Linked DNA regions of Mus musculus: regions 1, 2 and 4 are each linked to region 3. Evidence: chromatin contacts called from public HiCAR-type and HiChIP or PLAC-seq data. All regions are on one chromosome and are shown on one strand. Each heading gives the region's core, a stretch centred on a gene start, on an enhancer-like site or on the middle of the called end of the contact. The rest is flanking DNA. Distances are from core to core; before and after follow the strand shown. Region 1 holds the start of Trim8 (tripartite motif-containing 8). Region 2 holds the start of Mms19 (MMS19 cytosolic iron-sulfur assembly component). Region 3 holds the start of Scd2 (stearoyl-Coenzyme A desaturase 2). Region 4 holds the start of Morn4 (MORN repeat containing 4).

Region 1 (4,218 bases), core at 1,015-3,514, 2.2 Mb before region 3:
ACATTGGCTGCTGCAGTAGGGTGTATACAATGGGAGGGGGTGCGGTTCGTAATCACCCAGCCGGCAGCCCAGGGGAGCCAGCTGCCTGAAACCAGATTTCAACGCGGCTCAACCTTAAACCCACAGGACTCTTTTTCCGTCTTCCCCGTCCCCTCCCTAAATGTGGGAGGGCCGTGTAAGAGGGCAGGGCTGGGAGGAAAGAGCCCAGGGTGAAGAAGTCACATACTTTAAGGTTTGTTCATGCCAGGCGCAGGCAGCATTCAAGTATAGAGAGAGCAGCTTTAGCCTGGGGAGCGTCTACTAGGACGGATTAGAAGAGCCGACAGTCGGGGACTCCTCTGGACACCCAGGCCTTGCCCAGCTAGATGCCAGAGTTCTTCTCTATCTCCGGAAGCTCCCCCCAACCCCCAGAGTGTTTCCAGTAGAGCTGAAAACTAACATGGCTGCTTTGTTTACTTCCTCATTGGTATGCCAGCATCATGGATCATGTCAGCCACAGCAGCGGCACCAGGACACTCATTACATAAACAGCAGCTGGAGAAGCAGGACCGGGGTCACTGCCTTGGTGACTTCCCGTAGAGCTTACAGAAACAATGCGGGGGGCGGGGGGGGGAAACTGCGCAAAACAGAAAAGCAACACTCCAAACTACTTCTAACAGCCTCCCCCCAATTCCATAAATGACTGAAGGAGAGATCTTAAGGGCGCAGGTGCGAGAATGCATCCAGCAGCCAGGGCCTTTCCCCCAGGACCTTGCCCCCCAAACTTTTACGGAAGAGTTTGGAAGAGGGCCTCTAGGCTAATGTCACGAGAGTCAGCTTGTGCGGATGGGTGGCTCCCAAGTCGTGTGTGTGTGTGTGTGTGCGTGTGCGTGTGTTCGCACGCGTTCAGTGTACTTGCCCGTATCTCATTCCTCCGTATCTCCACGTCACACACCGAGTGTCCCTGATGCGCGCCGCTGTAGTAGCAGCAGTACTGGCACACAGCCACCTGCTCGGCCTCGCAGTGGTACAGGCGGTAGGCGTTGTGCTGCGGGCAGCTCCAGGCCCGCACGTCGTCCGCCTCCACCAGGAGGTGCCCGCGGGCGGTGGAGGGCTGCTGCAGGTGCGTCTGCACGTGAGACTGGCAGCAGGGAGCCTCGCAGCGCAGGCAGACCTTCTGTGCCGGCAGCGGGGGGCCGCGGCGACAGAACACGCAGTGCAGTGCCGTCGGCGGCTTCTCCACGTGCAGGGCGTTGAACTTCTCCACGATGTTGGTGAGCTTCAGGTTCTTCTCCAGGCCCGGCTTCTGATTGTAGGCCTGGTTGCACTCCGGGCAGCGCACAAGGCCACTGTCCTTGGCCCAAGCCTCGCCGATGCAGCCCCGGCAGAAGTTATGTTTGCATGGCAGCTGCACCGGTTCCACGAAAACGTGCAGGCAGATGGGGCAGATGAGCTCCTCCTCAAAGCAGTTCTTCCAATTCTCCGCCATGGCGGCTGCGGGCAGGGGGCCCGGGTAGACCTCTCTAAGTCCCCAACCCTGGGGATCCGTCTGGTACAGCTGGGGACCCACCGAGCCCGGAGCTCCGGTCCCCGCCGGCCGCGCCAGTCGCTCAGTCACCAGCGCCTTCCGCGTGCCCGCCCCCCAGAGGAGGGAGCCTGGGTCCTCGCGCCGCGCGCGCCGCCGGCTGCGTCTCCTCCTCCTGGCGAGTGGCTAGCGGGAGGCGGCGGGCTGCGCCAGGGCCGCGGCCCGGGCACCAGCCCTGGAGGAGAGCGCTGTGGTCCAAATTCCATATAACAGGCCGCCTCCGGGGCAGCGCGGCTAGGGCAGCGGCGGCCCACGGCCTGCGCTCGGCCCCGCGGCTGACATCGGGGCGCGCCCCGCGGCGCACCGAGCGGGGGAGCCGCACTCTTCCTTTGGCGGCGACAGTGGCTACCTTCTGGCTGGTGCGAGCCGCGCCTTCCTCGCCTGGATCCCGGCCGAGGTCCGAGGGGGCACGGGAAGCTAGTTCGGCCGCGCCGAGGCTGGCTAGAGCCGGAGCCGGCGAGCAAGGCGCGCCAGCGGTCCCCGGGCCGTGGCGCAGGCGTCCCCCAGCTGGCCGGCCGGCTGCGGGTGGCAGGGCGCGGGCGGGCCGACTCCGGGGCGCTGCGTGCGCGCTGGGGCAGTCATTCAGATGAAATTCCAGTCCCCGGCCAGAGACACCAGCCCGCCTCTGCCTTCCTCCTCCCTTCACAAATAGAAACGGAAGGGGGAGGGAGAGAAGTGGAAAAAAAAAAAAAAAAAAAAAGGCAACCAGAGAGGGAGGGAGGGAGGGAGGGAGGGAGGGAGGGAGGGAGAAGCCCGGGAGGTGCTCCGGCCTGACCCCCTCGTCGCTACTTCTGCGCTCCCTGGAGGCCCCGCGCAGGGCGCCCCCGCCGCGGAGAGACCCCACTCCCTGTCCCCGCACTGGGCGGGCGCCTCGCCTGCGCTGAGGAAAACAAGGATTGATCAAACTAGAAAGGAATTTTTCTCAACTGCTAATGAACAGGAGGCTCGGCTCCCGGCCCTCCCCTCCCCCCGCCCGGCCCTCCCCCTTCGCCCCCCCACCCCACCCCTCCCCCCCACTTTCTTTTCTTCTCGGCCTCTGCTCCGGCCTGGAAGGCTCCGGGCTGCGGTCGGAGCCAGCCTGCGGCGGCGGCGGCGGGGCCAGGCCGAGCCAGCCGGGCCGGGTGCGTCCTCAGCGCCCAGCCATCTTGAGCTCCCAGCGGCCGCGGTGGGGACTGGGGGTCCGGGCGCGCGCTTGAGGGTCCTGTAGCTCGCTTTTCCACCCTCCCTTTGGTGGGATTTTTTTTTTCCTCCAAGGGGAGGGCTGGTGGTCTCCAACAAATTAGGAGAGAGAGAAGGAGAAAAATGCCAAGTCTTGATTTCTCTCTACCTCTGCTCCACCCATCCCGATCCTTTCCAAAAAAAAAAAAAAAATCTTTTAAAAAGATTAAAATTGGAAGAAGTCGGCAGAACGACGAGCGCCTGCTGCCCCCAGCGCTGCCCGGGAGACGCGTCCGGGGCGGGCCCGCGCCCGTCGCTCTGTCCGTGGGTCCGTTTGTCCTCCCGCAGCTTCTCAAGTGAGGGGAGGGCGGGCACTCCGGGCAGGGTCTCCGCTGCGGCTGTCGCTTCAGAGCTTTATCCTTAGATCAAAAAAAAAAAAAAAAAAAAAGAAAAAAAAAAGAAAGAAAAAAGAAAAAAAAAGGGGGGAGAGGAAGAAACCACCCCCCAGCCCGAACACTCATCACAGCCACCTTCAGCCATCTTGCGTGTATTATTTCAAGAATAATCTGTTTAATAGAAATAGCTGCGTCTCTGGCCCCCTTCTCCGCATCCTGGGGTCCCGCCCCCTTTTAATAATAATCTCGATAATAAAAATGATCAGCGGGCCGGGCAGTTAGAAGCTGCTTTTTTTCTGTCTCAGGTCTCTCCGCTTTCTTCCCTCTAAGAAGGGACACTAGGGGCTCACGCTGGGGTTGGGGGTGCGGCCCGCCGGTCCCCGCCACCAGCGCAGCGAGGAAGGGCCTCTCTCGCCTCTGCCTGGAGCAGCACGGGTGGGGGAGAGCCTCGGCCCGCGGGACCCACTGACGGGGCACACTGGGCACACTGTCTCCGGCCCCGGTTCGCAGCTGCCCCGCATACAATGGGTTCGAAGCAGAGTGAAGAGGGCAAGATGGGGGCGGGAGAAGGCAGGAGGATTGCGGCGCTCGGGGCTCCCGGATAAGGGCGATAGAAGAGGAGGGGGGAAGGGGTGTCCCTACATCAAGGCTGGTCCCGCTACTCGGAAAGGGGGCGGGGAGACGGGCGTTGGGGGGGGGAGGCGAGGAGAAAGCGGCAGGCGGCGCCTTTAATCAGCACCCGCTGGCTCAGCCCACCCGGTACGAGCGAAATAAACGGGGAGGGGGGAGGGGAGGGGCGTACTTTCCGGAAGTGCTGTTACAGATGCTTTGATTCTTGGCCCCGCCCCTTTCCCCTGTCTGGAATTAGGGCTGTTCCTGAAACGGCTTAGGCTATTGGTCCCTAAGGCGAGACCCCTCCTCTTTGAGGCGTGGCGAACTTCGTGCTCTCACGTGACTTGCACTAACTTCGGTACATTAAACATTGGGTGATGAGGGAGGGGCTCTAGCCCAGCTCCTTAAAACGGCAATAATGCTGCCAGGCTGTGGGACCATTTTTTTTTTCTGGGCCTCTTCAGCTATAGCTCTTTTTACTTGAGAGGA
Region 2 (4,003 bases), core at 1,001-3,500, 2.3 Mb after region 3:
AGGGTAGTCAACCATAAAAACACGAGGCAAGATCAAGGATGGAGCATACAAGAAATCAAAATTATTTGCTTTCTGCTTGATCAAATGTATGAATGATATAAATGAATGAATGAATGAACGAACAAAAGTCCTTGGTCAGAAGAAAGGCCAGGGTTGCTTTCAAAAGGAATTTGTAAGTTTTACTCCATCCTCCCATAAAAACGTTTCTGCTTGCACAAGTCATCCTGTCCAGCACACACACACACACATCCTTCCCAGCTTCCCCTGTGCTTCTCCCCATCTTCCTTCCCAGTTTACACAAGCAAAACAACACACCTTCAGTGTCAAAGCAGACAGGAAACTCCAACTAGAGTTTCCACTTCATTAACAACTGCGCCTGTGGCTCCTCTTACATAAAGGGGTATGTGGTAACAAGGGGGAAGAGACCGGATTCCAACCTCAGTTGCACTTCTAACTCACTGTGTGACTTAGGGGAAGCTGCCCAACCTCTCTGGATCTGTGTTTTTACATAAAAGAGAGGTAGATCTGGAAATTCAGTCCAGTGTTGAAGGTCTTTTTGCGCGCCACAGTTTATCATTTGCATAAGTTCTTTGCAACACCCCCAGAGAAGAGAGTACAAGACAGGGAAATGACCCTCAAACGAAGCGCCAGGACAGGGCTGGTGTACCAAGAAAGTGAGACCGCGCTACTGGAGCTTCGAAGATTGCCAGAGAGCAGATCCCATTCTCATGGCTGAGAGGGATCCCATTCCAAGAGCTGAGAACGCTCCTAACAAACACGAAGGCGACGCTCACCCCGCACCCCACCTTTCCTAGACTCCCAGACAGCCACCGAGGCTCCAAAAAGCCGTGTGGAGAGGTGGGAGGAAATAAAGATTTCTATTTTCCATGGTCCTGCACTGCTTTTTACAAGTCGGATTCCCGCAGACAACGACCTGCAGCCCGATAATGACACAGTGACTCGCTGGAATGAGCGACTGTGTTCGCCTCGATCGCTCCGACTTCTGGGGACGCAGGCTGCCCACGCCGCGCCCCGGCCGGCCGCCGGCCGACCCTGGCCGGGGCTGCCAGATCCGCGGCGCACTCGCTTGGCCCCCTCCGCCAGCCTCGTCGCGGTCTGGAAACATTTCCTGCCCCCGCCCCCATCCCCAGCTTCCCGGTGGGAGCGAGTTGGCCTCCCGGCCGGGTCAGCGCTCGCAGTTACCCCAACTCGCTTCCCAGACAGCCCGCGCCGGGGAGGGCCCCGTCTGGCTCCGAGAAGCCGTGGGGGAACCCAAGCGCCCGGCGCCGAGCGAGGTCGCTCGGGAACCCCAAGGTTCGGGCAAGGCAAGGGCCAACTGGCAGCGCGCCGGGACCCCGCTGCCTTTCCTGGCGTTACCTGCTCGCTTGCGGGGGTGTCCCGGAGCAGCCGGCCTCTCCCGGCGCTGTCTCCCCACGCAGTTGCCCATGCTGGCTTCTCAGCCGGTCCCCCATGCACCAGAGGCGGCGGTCGGCCGGCTGCTCCACGCTGCTGCCCCGAACCGCGGCGTCCCCGGGTCAACGACTCCCGCAGCCCGACATCGAGAGCTCCTGGATCTCCCCTGGGGAGCGCTCTGCCCGACGCCGGCTTCGCCACAAACTTTGCGGGCCAGCGGAGAGGGAGGTGGCCAGGCCAGGGGGGCCCGCGACAGTGCCCGGCCAGAGACCAGCCCGGCTGGAGGGGCGGAGGGAGGGGGCGGACACCGCCGCAGCTACTCCAGGATCACTCCGAGCTCCCAGCTGGGGCCGGCCCCCCGGAGCCTGTCACTCACCTGCCTAACCCCGCCCCGGCCCGGCCCCGCTCCCTTCCTCCCGCTTGGGGTGGCCGCGCCACGGTCGCCAGCCGCCCCAGGTGCGCATGTGACCGACGGCACCGCCCCTCGGGCCGGGTCTGGTTTTCTCATTGGCTTTTCCCAGGATGCGTACCGCCCCTCGGCCCCACCCAGCCAGGTGCCCGCCCTGTCGCCCGTCTCCCGGGGAGAGCGGCCGGGAATTATGCGCCCTCAACCGCCCCGGCTGCGTGCCCGGCAGTCACTTCCCCTCCCGGAGCCGCGCCCCGGCCCAGGCCCCGCCCTCTGGGGAGGGGCCGTTAGGTCCCTGAAGGGACTGCCTGGCCCAGAGCCGGCAGGCACGTGACCTGGAGGTGCCCCGCCCCTGAAGTCTGCGCCCAACTATTGGCCATGGAGGCGCGTGCGCGGAGAGACACATCTCGTAGCCACACCCACTTCCCCCTCCCACAATCTCTGGCTAGCGTCATGGCTGCCGCCACCGGTCTGGAGGAGGCAGTGGCGCCTATGGGCGCCCTGTGTGGCCTCGTGCAAGACTTCGTCATGGGTCAACAGGAGGGGCCCGCTGACCAGGTGGCTGCAGGTATGGCAAACAACGCCGCGAGGCTTCTGCAGGGGCCGGACCGCAGGGAGCGGCCTCAGCACCCGCGCGCGGCGGGAAGGGAGTGAAGGGAGAGGTGATTGTGATTGGTCCTCTGGCCGCTCTGCCCCCGCTGGGAGCGCTACTGCCCTAACAAGTTGGAGAGTCGCTTGCATCTTCCTTAAAGCTTTCTTTACATTCCGCATCTCGCTGTGGTCCATAGAGAATCATTACATTTCTCCGAGAGTAATAGACTTGTGCAAGGCACAGACGAGTCCGGAAGTGGAGCTGGGACTTGGACTCGGGTGTTCTGGTCCAAACCTGGTGCTTGCACCGCAGGACCGCGTTGTTTGCGGAGTGTTAGGTGAGAAGGTCTGGGTTCCAAGGGTTACGCTCCGGCCTCTTGCCTTCCTGGAAGTAGCGTGCGCTCCAGCTGTTTGAGTGGTTGTAATTGGATGGAGGAGGGGAGGAGCCAGTCTGGCTCTAGGTCGGTGGGCGTGTAGATGACTAGTGTCTTTAAAGATTCACTTATGTGTCTTAGTAGGCTTTAAAAAAAAGAATATATATATATATATAGTATGTGAGTACGCTGTCAGACACACCAGGAGAGGACATCGGATCCCATTATAGATGATTGTGAGCCATCATATGGTTGCTGGGAATTAAACTCAGGACCTCTTCAAGAGCAGTCTGTCCTCTTAATTGTTGAGCTATCTCTCCAGCCCCAAATAGGCTTTTTGATAAATTAGATTTATAACTTTTTAATGTCCCATTTTTTTATCCTTCTTCCCAGAGTTCCAATTTCAGGAATCTCTCAGTTCCGAGTTTATCCAGGATTTGAACAAATCCAGGGTGCCTCTTTAGAATTCTTTCTGAATGTTGAATGTTAGGCCTTCAGTGTCGGGTTTAAGAAATAGAATAAAAAATGGATATAGATGCGGGTTTTTAAAAATTATGTTTGGAAGTTTATGGGTGAAGAAGTTTCTTTAGCAAATTGAACAGATTAATTTTTAGAATATGTGAGAAATGAACTGCTAGAAATATATGTTGGTCCTTAGCAATAGTCCACATTCTCTGCCATTCTATTATTTCTGAGCACGTATTTTTTACCCAGCATGAAAAGAATTGAGGACAGAAATACAAATAAGATACTATCTATGGCCATCAAACTATTATAATTAGTGAGAGAAAGAACTGTGTTGTAAGAGGTAAATATATGGTTCCAGAGCATCAAGGGGCAAAAATGCCTGCTATTGGCTGGGCTTGGTAGTGCATTCCTTTAGTTCCAGGATTTGGCAGGGGGGTGGCAAGTTTGCTAGTGAGTTCTAGGCCAGCCTCAGCTACAGTGTGAGCCCCAATCTCAGAAAGAAAATAAAGCCCCTGGTACTTGCACTTAAGCTTATAACATTTTACAACTTAATCAAGTATAGTCTGTTATGGGTTATTATCAATGCCATTTCCCCCCAGATTTTACTATGGAGATTTCACAGCATTTAACAAAATCTAAAGAATTTTAATTTTTAGTTATTTATCTGTTTGTGTATTGTCTTTTGAGACAGGCTCTCTCTGTGTTGCCCTGGCTATCCTGAAACTCTGTAGACCAGGCTGGTCTTGGACTC
Region 3 (3,960 bases), core at 476-2,975:
CTCAGAGACCTCTGCATCAATGTTATGAGACTCTCAAGACTCAAGTTCCCCCCTCCCCCCATTCTTAACACCACGAGGTTCTTTGCCCAGTCCAGCTGGTCCAACAAGAACCAAAAAGAAAGGGCCACTGCCTTGGGTCAGAGACCAGAGGCCACCTCTTTAAAGATCAAGGAGAAATCTGAAGTATTGGCCCAAGACAAGGGGTGCTGCTCACCGAAGAGACAGGTGTAGAGCTTGCAGGAGGGAACCAGTGTGATCCCGTACAAGGCTCCCAAATGCAGCAGGGCCATGAGAATGATGTTCCTCCAGACGTACTCCAGCTTGGGCGGGGGCCCCTCATCATCCTGATAGGTGGGGTCATATAGATCATCTTTTAGTTCAGGGCGAACATCTGCTCCCCAGTGGTGAGAACTCTTTTCAAACTTCTCGCCTCCATTCTGCTGTCCCCCAGAAGGTGGCGCTGTGATTGTGGTGGTGGCTGAGTAAGCGCCAGAGATCTGCAATGAGAGGGGGTGGAGAATTAGGGACTGCAGACGCGTGGGGGCAGCAGGGGTTACTTTCCCTCTAATATAACTGCGGGAGAGATGCAATAACGGCCATACCCCAGTGCCAAGGTTGCATGACTGTAGAGCGCACCAATGGAACACGGAAATGTGCAGGCCATCGGGAATAAGCCTTATGATGAAGGGGCAGGAAAGGACGCTTTATTAGCAGCACCCTTAGCAACTCACAAAGGAAAATCTGCGCATATCGAAAAGAGGTCAGGTTTTACTTTAAGAAACACAAGTTGGGACAATCAACTGTACTGAGTAAAAATCCGGTTATCACCCGGTCCAGAAACAATCTATCAAGGTTGAGCAATTCGGAAATGATGGCTAAATGCTCCCAGCTGCTCTGAACTCTCTCCAACCCTCAACAGCCACCCACCTAGAAGTCCAATCTGCAACCGCCAACCTGAGGAGGGGGTGGGGGGTGGGGTGTAAGCTCACCTCTTGCAGTATGTGGGCCGGCATCTTGGCGTCGGATGCTGGGGTCACGTTCCCAGGGATGAGAACGTGCAGCGAGCTTCAGACCTCAGCGACAAAGGGTGCTATGACTAAGTTTCTGCAGCCCGCTGCGCGGTACAAGCTCTGGGCCAGAGCTGGCAGTGGGGTATTAATGTCCTGTATATCCTTAGGTTCGTTATATTGATCAATGACCAGATAAAAAATCAAAAACTGGCTGGCCAGGGCAGCCGCGGGCGGAGATAAGGATAGAAAATGAGAGGACGCCAAAATCGCAGCTTGCAGCCACCGGTGTCCAGGAGTCAGAATACTGCAGACACCAACACCGCATTGTCCCATCCCTAGCCAAGCGGAGGGGGGCGATGCTAATGAGGCCTTCGTAAACTCTGGCTAGTCATTGGCCGATGGGAATTTGGTACCACCTCGTCCTGCTGCTCTCATTGGCTCTGCACAATCTGCTGTTCCCTCTGCCTCCAGCTCCGCCCCCCCCTCCTCCCTTCTTTTTCTGCTCCTGGCTTCTCACCCATCCCCCGCTGGTCCTCCACCCAGCCCCCACCCTGCCACGGGGGCGCTTCAGCGCTTTCTCTGGAAGAGAAGACCCAATCTAGCAGTGGGGGTTGGCTACCGGGGCAGGAAGACGCGGAGAGGTACATAAAGTGGGAAAGCCACTAGAGCGCCGACCACTTGCAACTCCATCCGGTCTTTGCATTTCCAGAGGCGCGTGGGAGGGGAAATGGCTACCACCAACAGAGAGCAAAGCTGAGAGGGGCCTCCCTCCCCAACAGGCGCCTCTGTAGTCCCTTTTGGAACAATGGCTCAGCCTTGCCCACCAGCTCCAGGATGCTTACCAGATAATAACTCGGAGCTCTGGTACTGTAATCAAGTTTTCATAGATCTGTGGCTTGCCCATTCACACTGGTCTGGGTCACCATGGTCACTGTGCACACTCCGAGAGCACAGCCAAGGTCAGTCAGCAGTATCTCAATCCCACCCCTCACCCCCCACTTCCCACCTCACGCCTTGCGAATACATGTGGCACCTTTAGGAGACTCTTTTGTTGAAAGTTTGCAGTTTGCTATCTGAAAACCGCCGAAAAGCATCTAGCCGAGGGAGCCTTATGTATGTGGAGTAGGAACAGAGAGTGGGTATTAAATTATTACTGCAAGGTTCTCTGTGACCGCTCAGTGGGTAGCCCTGTTCTTCCACTCTAAGCAGGAAGAAGGGGACATAGGGACATACGGAGATGGGATAAACTGTTCAGCCGGCAAGGGGAGGAGCTAGCTGTGCTGAAACGCTTTCAAGCCACTCCTCAGAGGACCCTATGACCCTTGAACCTTGGGTGCTCTGACCTAACACACCTCCCTCGCTGCCCCATCTTCTCTGGGGCCTGTGTTAACTCTTTCAAGAGATAGAACTTGTAGCCTATGCAGGCGGTGCATTCACAGAGTACCTTCTGTATCCAGGTCACCCCATTACTGTATCTCCCACCTCTAGGAAAAGGGGTTGATAGACATCTTGTCTTCTCAAGAAGAGAGATGCCAGGCATTTCCTGAGACCAAACCAGACCTCTTGCCTTCTGGTCTCAGGGGCTTGCCAACTCTCTGGCTTGTGACCAGACACCTCCATTGCAGGCCTGGCTCACTGACCATAGCCAAGAATGCTGAACAAGACCAGGTGTCCTCAGCAAATGGCTGGCGGAGGCTCAGAGGTACTGTGTGAAGTTATCTGGAGATGTCACTTCCCCCTGGGTTGTCTGCGTGATGTCTGATCTTTTACTAGCTGTGGGTTTGTCCTTTGTCCTTGGCTGTTAAAAACAAACTCCCTTAGACTGTGAGGCCTTTACAACAGATACTGGCTCCTCACGGTTCTGGGGGCTGGGTATCTATAGCAAAGCCCCAGCAGTTTGATTCTGCCAAGAATGGGCCTTTGATTCTTAGGTGGCCATCTCTGTGTTCAATGGGGAAGGGGTGAGCTTTGTCTCTGGGGTTTCTCTTTAAAAACAAACAAAAAGATTTAGTATTACTTGTAATTATACGGACATGTGTGTGTGTGTGTGCATATGCACACATGTGTGAAGGTACTTGAGAATGCTAGAGGTGGCAGGTTCCCAGGAACTGGAGTTGAGCAGTCTGTGTGGGAACTGAGAATCCAACTCTGGTGCTCTGAAAGAACAGCAAATGCTCTTAATGGCTGAACCGCCTCTCCAAATCCTGGGGTCTCTTTTAAAAGGACCACTCCCATCATCCACAGGGTGTGTGTGTGTGTGTGTGTGTGTGTGTGTGTGTGTGGTGGAGCATCACCCTCCATGCTACTATTCCAGATACTGATGAAGGTCCACCAGATGAGTTGGGATTTCCAAGTATCTATTGCATGCTGCTTTGGGGAAGAAGACACAGTGTTTCCTTTGGAATGCCTTGATTGCTACTAAAGGCAGCTCTCCACTGGAGACAAACTGCCCTTACATTCCCTCAACCTGCAGCCTACAGTGCTGCCTGCATCAGAGCTGGTTGGTGATGTTTCTTAAGCCAGCTGCCATTGCATTCATTGTCTATCGGAGAAAGCAAGGGAGGCCTGCCAAGACAATGACGTAGAACAGGAGTCCTACATTTCTCTCCCTTGGGGAGAAAGTTCTGGAAACCTAGAAAAGGAATGAGTTAAGGGTTCCAGGAAGAAAAGGTGGGAGACCATGTTAACTGTTGATAATCAAGATAGGAAACTGCCTGTCTCATCCCGTGTGGGCCAGCTTCAATAAAGCTGTGTGATAGGGATGATACAGCACAGCATGAGGCCTGGCATCAAGAAGTACGAAGTGACCAGGTTGAAAGGTATAGGTAATATGTGATGAATGTTTGCCTATGCTTGCGTTTGCAGGGATGCAGGGATGCAGGGATGCGAGAAGTGCAGGCTTCTTTGGTACAGCAATGCACAGTGTGTGCGTGGAAGCTGGGGACGGGAC
Region 4 (4,227 bases), core at 811-3,310, 2.2 Mb after region 3:
TACACGTGTGTCTCGTGTGTGTGCATGTGTGGTAGTCAGAGGACAGTAACTGGTTCTCACTTCTATGTGAGTCCCAGGGATTAAACTCAGGTTGTCAAGCTTGGTGACAAGTGCCAACCTGGTGACCCATCTCACCAGCCCCCATCAGCCTACTTTCTTGAGTCAAATTATTATTCCGACTCGAGAGAAGTACTGAACCGAAAGAGCTATTGTTTAGTTGTATGTGTGAGAATGTCTCCAACTTCTTTTTTTCCAATGAATCCTTCCAGGGCTGAGAGGCTATCCCAGTGGTAGAGTGTTTGCTTACCATATAGAAGACCCTGTGTTCACCTCCAACACAACAAAAAATAAATACACCATCCTGGCCAAAGATCTATATAGAGTTCAATGGCCTTTTATAGGTAAAGTAGCTATGTAGCGATGTCTACCTAACTCATGTAGTGATATAATGGGTTCTCAGAACCATGGAAATAGTATTTGATATCATTCATCTCATTTAGCTAATGGATTTAATATTATGGGCAAGGAAAGATCCAAGATTCTGAGTTCTCCCTGGAATTCTGAGTTTTCCCCTCAAACTTTATTTCTGTGTCTGCCACTTGGGACTAGGTTTCTCTTTTAGGTAAGTCTATGTCGAAATACACATGGAGAGCGCTTACCCAGTGCTAAGTATGTGCTGGGCGTTGTATCTTACATGGATTCGCTTCACTAACTCCCATTATAACTCCAATGATGTTGGATGCTGTGTCCCAAGGAGACAAGGTAATTTGTTCTTACCAACAAACCAACAAACCATCTTGCTGGCCAAAGAAACTACATTTTGCAAGCTTTTGTTGTTGTTGTTGCAAATTTATAGGTCTTTCCATAATTTGGTCTCACATAATCTGTGATTTAATCTCATTTCTTCATATTTCCTAACACAAGTTCTAAAGAGATCCCTTTCTTTACATTCTATTTTTCAATGACTGCACTTATTTGTTTTGTTTTGTTTTGAGACAGGGTTTCTCTGTATAGCCCTGGCTGTCCTGGAACTCACTTTGTAGACCAGGCTGGCCTCAAACTCAGAAATCTGCCTGCCTCTGCCTTCCGAGTGCTGGGATCAAAGGCGTGCGCCACCACGCCCGACTCAATGACTGCACTTTAATCTACAATCTATTCCACAGTTTAGCTTATATTACCTAGTGAGTATTATTAATACCATATTGAATTTATTGGTCTGATCTTATTTTACAGGCCAGAGAGCTCACTAAGTTACTCAAAAACATACACAATTTGTAAGTAGCGAAGATAGGATTTGAACACAGAAATCAAATCTTTTCAAATTAACTTCAAACTACCGTTCTTTTGGCGTTATGTTCTCATACAGGTCCTGAAAAGCCACCCTTATTTTCATCATTACCATTTTCTAACCTGCAGCTGAAGAAATCCCAATCCAAAAAGCTATTTGAAGCCATTTGCTTTGTCTTTCAATGCCTCACACATGTCATATGAGTTCCATGAGAGAAGCAACGACGGACAACCCTGGCTTCCCAAGCCCTGAAGAACTTGCTGCCCACACGCACTTCAATAAATAAACATACAGCTATACAGACATTCGGGAACAGTATTTGGGAAGATTTGCTCCAATAATAGCAATATATTTTAAATACAGAAGACGTGGAACACAGTGATTCCCTATGAATGCAAATGTGCAGCGCATCATTAATTACAAAGCTGAGCTTCTAAAGCACGGTTTAGGTTTTCTCTTCATACTTAGCGGTGGAGTTGTTCATGCATCTAAAAATCACAACCTTTAGAGAGGGTAGCCACTTTGAACACTTGTTCAGCCTTATTTAGGATTAAAGTTTATGCCTGGAGGTCTCTGGAGAGGGGAAACCTGGGTCCTTGTTTTCTGTTGGGACTAATGAGATTGGACAGCCGGCTCAGCCCCACCTCTCTTTCAGATCTTTGGCCCAGACTCCCAAAACACTGGGCCCCTCACAAAGATGGCACGAAAGAGGGCTGGACCAATGGGGAGTGGCGTTGCTCGCGGTTGCCTAGGTAACAGCCAATGAACAGCAGGAATTGTGCCCAGTGCGGCCCGTCAGGGATGGCGGCGTCCAGTGTGGCTGAGGCGGGTGGAGGTGGCGGAGGGGAGAGTGGCAGTTGGGAGCCCAGAGCAGCAAAGATCCTAGCTGCTGGAGACCCGCATCGCGTTGGGGCGTGACAGTCGTCGCCCAGAAGCCAAGCTCAGGTAGGCTCGCGACGCGGGTGGGAGGAGGACCTGGGAGTGCGGTCCACCAGGTAGGGACTAAGGCGGCAAGCAGGTGACTGGGCTAGGGAGCGAGCCTCTGTCCTGGCTGTACTGACCAGAAGGTGGCTGTGAGTGGGACCCCAAAATTGGGTTTGGAATTTCGATCCAGAGGTTGTAGCCCCGGAGAACACAGAACACTGGTTATCGAGAGGGGTGTGCCAGGCTGTGTCTGGAGGGAATGCCAGACCCATGAGAGCCTGAAGAGCCTGTGTGGTGGGGGCCGACCCCCCCAAAAAAGGACGGAGCCGGGCTGGGATGAAAAATGCAGTGGAAGACTGGGTTGCCTGGTGAAAGTCTGGGGCTTTGTTTAATCTAGGGCGCGTCTGTGCCACAGGTAGGGAGAGGTCCCACATACTGAGGCTTGGGAAATGGATTGTCATCTCTGCAATTCCGCATCCACAAACAACTTAGGTACCAACCTGAGTAACTTCGCTTTATTAGAGCCCAGCACAGGCATTCTCCTTTCCCTTGGCATAAAATAGTGTCCAGACAATATTACTTCGGAGAGTCCACCACTCTTGGTTCATCGTGTTTTTAAAAACCTTCCTGTACCAGTGTTCTCTTTTCATCTTTTTGCATCTAACTATCCCACATTCTTCCTAAATAAGACCTGCTTATAGTAACAATGCCCCTGTTTACTTTCCAGCTAGGAAGGGGATTCGAATTATAAAGTTCAAAACCTAATTATTTCATATTCATTTAAAAACACATTTTATAAAACAGTATTTCCAGTTTCCTAATATTTGTTCATCAAAGCTTTCATTTTTTTTCTCCTCTTAGGGTTCTAAAAACCCAAGGTTGCTTCCCTTTTTTTGTTTTTTTTGTTTGTTTGTTTGTTTGTTTTTGGTTGCTTCCTTTATAACTAAAAGATTGCCAACCCAAGAAAGTGGTTTTGGGGACATTTTGGAGATTGTGTGAGTAGTTTGGGTGGCTACTTCCAAACAGTCTCTAACTGGGATATGATTATTCGTAGATTGGAGGGGGGAACTGTTGTTATTTTGTTTTTTTTTTTTTGTTTTTTTTTTTTAAAGGCATGTGCCACCATTGCCCGGTGACTTGTACACTCTTTTTTTTTTAATTTAATTTATTTATTTATTTATTTATTATATGGAAGTACATTGTAGCTGTCTTCAGACACTCCAGAAGAGGGAGTCAGATCTCCTTACGGATGGTTGTGAGCCACCATGTGGTTGCTGGGATTTGAACTCTGGACCTTCGGAAGAACAGTCGGGTGCTCTTACCCACTGAGCCATCTCACCAGCCGGTTATTTTGTTTTAAAACTTCTTAATTTAAGCTGAACATGGTGGAGCCTTAGGACGCAAAGGTAGATCTTTGTGAGTTCAAGGCCAGCCTGGTCTACATAGTGAGTTCCAGGACAAGGACTACATAGATCCTCTTTCAAAAAACAAACAAAAACTTCTTAATTTAGACAAAAGTTGCTGCAAATACATAAATGTTCTTTAGTAAGCTTGGTTTTATGAGGGGTGGGGAGACAATGAGACACACAAGAAATGGCTCAGCAATAGTGAATAGTGTTTACTAGCCAGGAATTAGTTCTTAGCACCTACATGGTGGCTCGCAGCACCTGTAACTCCAGTACCAGGGCATCTAAAGTCCTCTCGGGCTTCCATGGGCTCTTGTACACACGTAGCATACATACACTCATGCAGGTTCACATTGAAACACATGAATTTAAAGCACTTTTAAAAAATGAAAACAACTTCTTATCGGGTGCTCTTACCCGCTGAGCCATCTCACCAGCCCTGTCTTTGGGTTTTATTTGGAGCCATCCATGGATTTTTTTTTTTTTTAAGTAAAATATCAAAGGATATGGTCTCCTTTGCACGGTCCTAGGACTTCGGATTACAGAGACAGAATAGTACTTTTAGATTATGTTTCGGACTGGTCTTTTGCAGCTTGTCTATCACGAGTA

What was found. HiCAR-type assays count read pairs that join an accessible place to other places. HiChIP or PLAC-seq counts read pairs in DNA pulled down with a chosen protein or histone mark.
Region 1: a contact with region 3 is called in an H3K27ac HiChIP or PLAC-seq map of embryonic stem cells, with 4 times the contacts expected there. The contact joins the promoter of Trim8 here to the promoter of Scd2 in region 3. A contact is called at or near these places in 2 of 115 datasets of contacts at active chromatin or transcription factors (astrocytes and embryonic stem cells).
Region 2: a contact with region 3 is called in a HiCAR-type map of astrocytes, with 2.5 times the contacts expected there. The contact joins the promoter of Mms19 here to the promoter of Scd2 in region 3. A contact is called at or near these places in 2 of 39 promoter capture datasets (cranial neural crest and hematopoietic stem and progenitor cells) and 1 of 115 datasets of contacts at active chromatin or transcription factors (astrocytes).
Region 4: a HiCAR-type map of astrocytes shows a contact between it and region 3, with 2.3 times the contacts expected there. The contact joins the promoter of Morn4 here to the promoter of Scd2 in region 3. A contact is called at or near these places in 3 of 39 promoter capture datasets (the C10 cell line, cranial neural crest and pre-B cells) and 1 of 115 datasets of contacts at active chromatin or transcription factors (astrocytes).

The regions. Positions count from the first base shown.
Region 1 is chr19:46,499,694-46,503,911 of GRCm38.p6, reverse strand. It overlaps Trim8 (tripartite motif-containing 8), which reads right to left and starts at 2,264. Exons shown (of 6, transcript NM_053100.2): 1 at 899-2,264. The coding sequence starts at 1,468.
Region 2 is chr19:41,979,383-41,983,385 of GRCm38.p6, reverse strand. Mms19 (MMS19 cytosolic iron-sulfur assembly component) reads left to right here and starts at 2,250. Exons shown (of 31, transcript NM_028152.3): 1 at 2,250-2,387. The coding sequence starts at 2,273. It overlaps Ubtd1 (ubiquitin domain containing 1), which reads right to left and starts at 1,623. Exons shown (of 3, transcript NM_145500.3): 1 at 1,378-1,623. The coding sequence starts at 1,447.
Region 3 is chr19:44,291,441-44,295,400 of GRCm38.p6, reverse strand. It overlaps Scd2 (stearoyl-Coenzyme A desaturase 2), which reads right to left and starts at 1,725. Exons shown (of 6, transcript NM_009128.2): 1 at 990-1,725; 2 at 215-497. The coding sequence starts at 1,013.
Region 4 is chr19:42,084,203-42,088,429 of GRCm38.p6, reverse strand. Morn4 (MORN repeat containing 4) reads left to right here and starts at 2,060. Exons shown (of 5, transcript NM_198108.2): 1 at 2,060-2,233.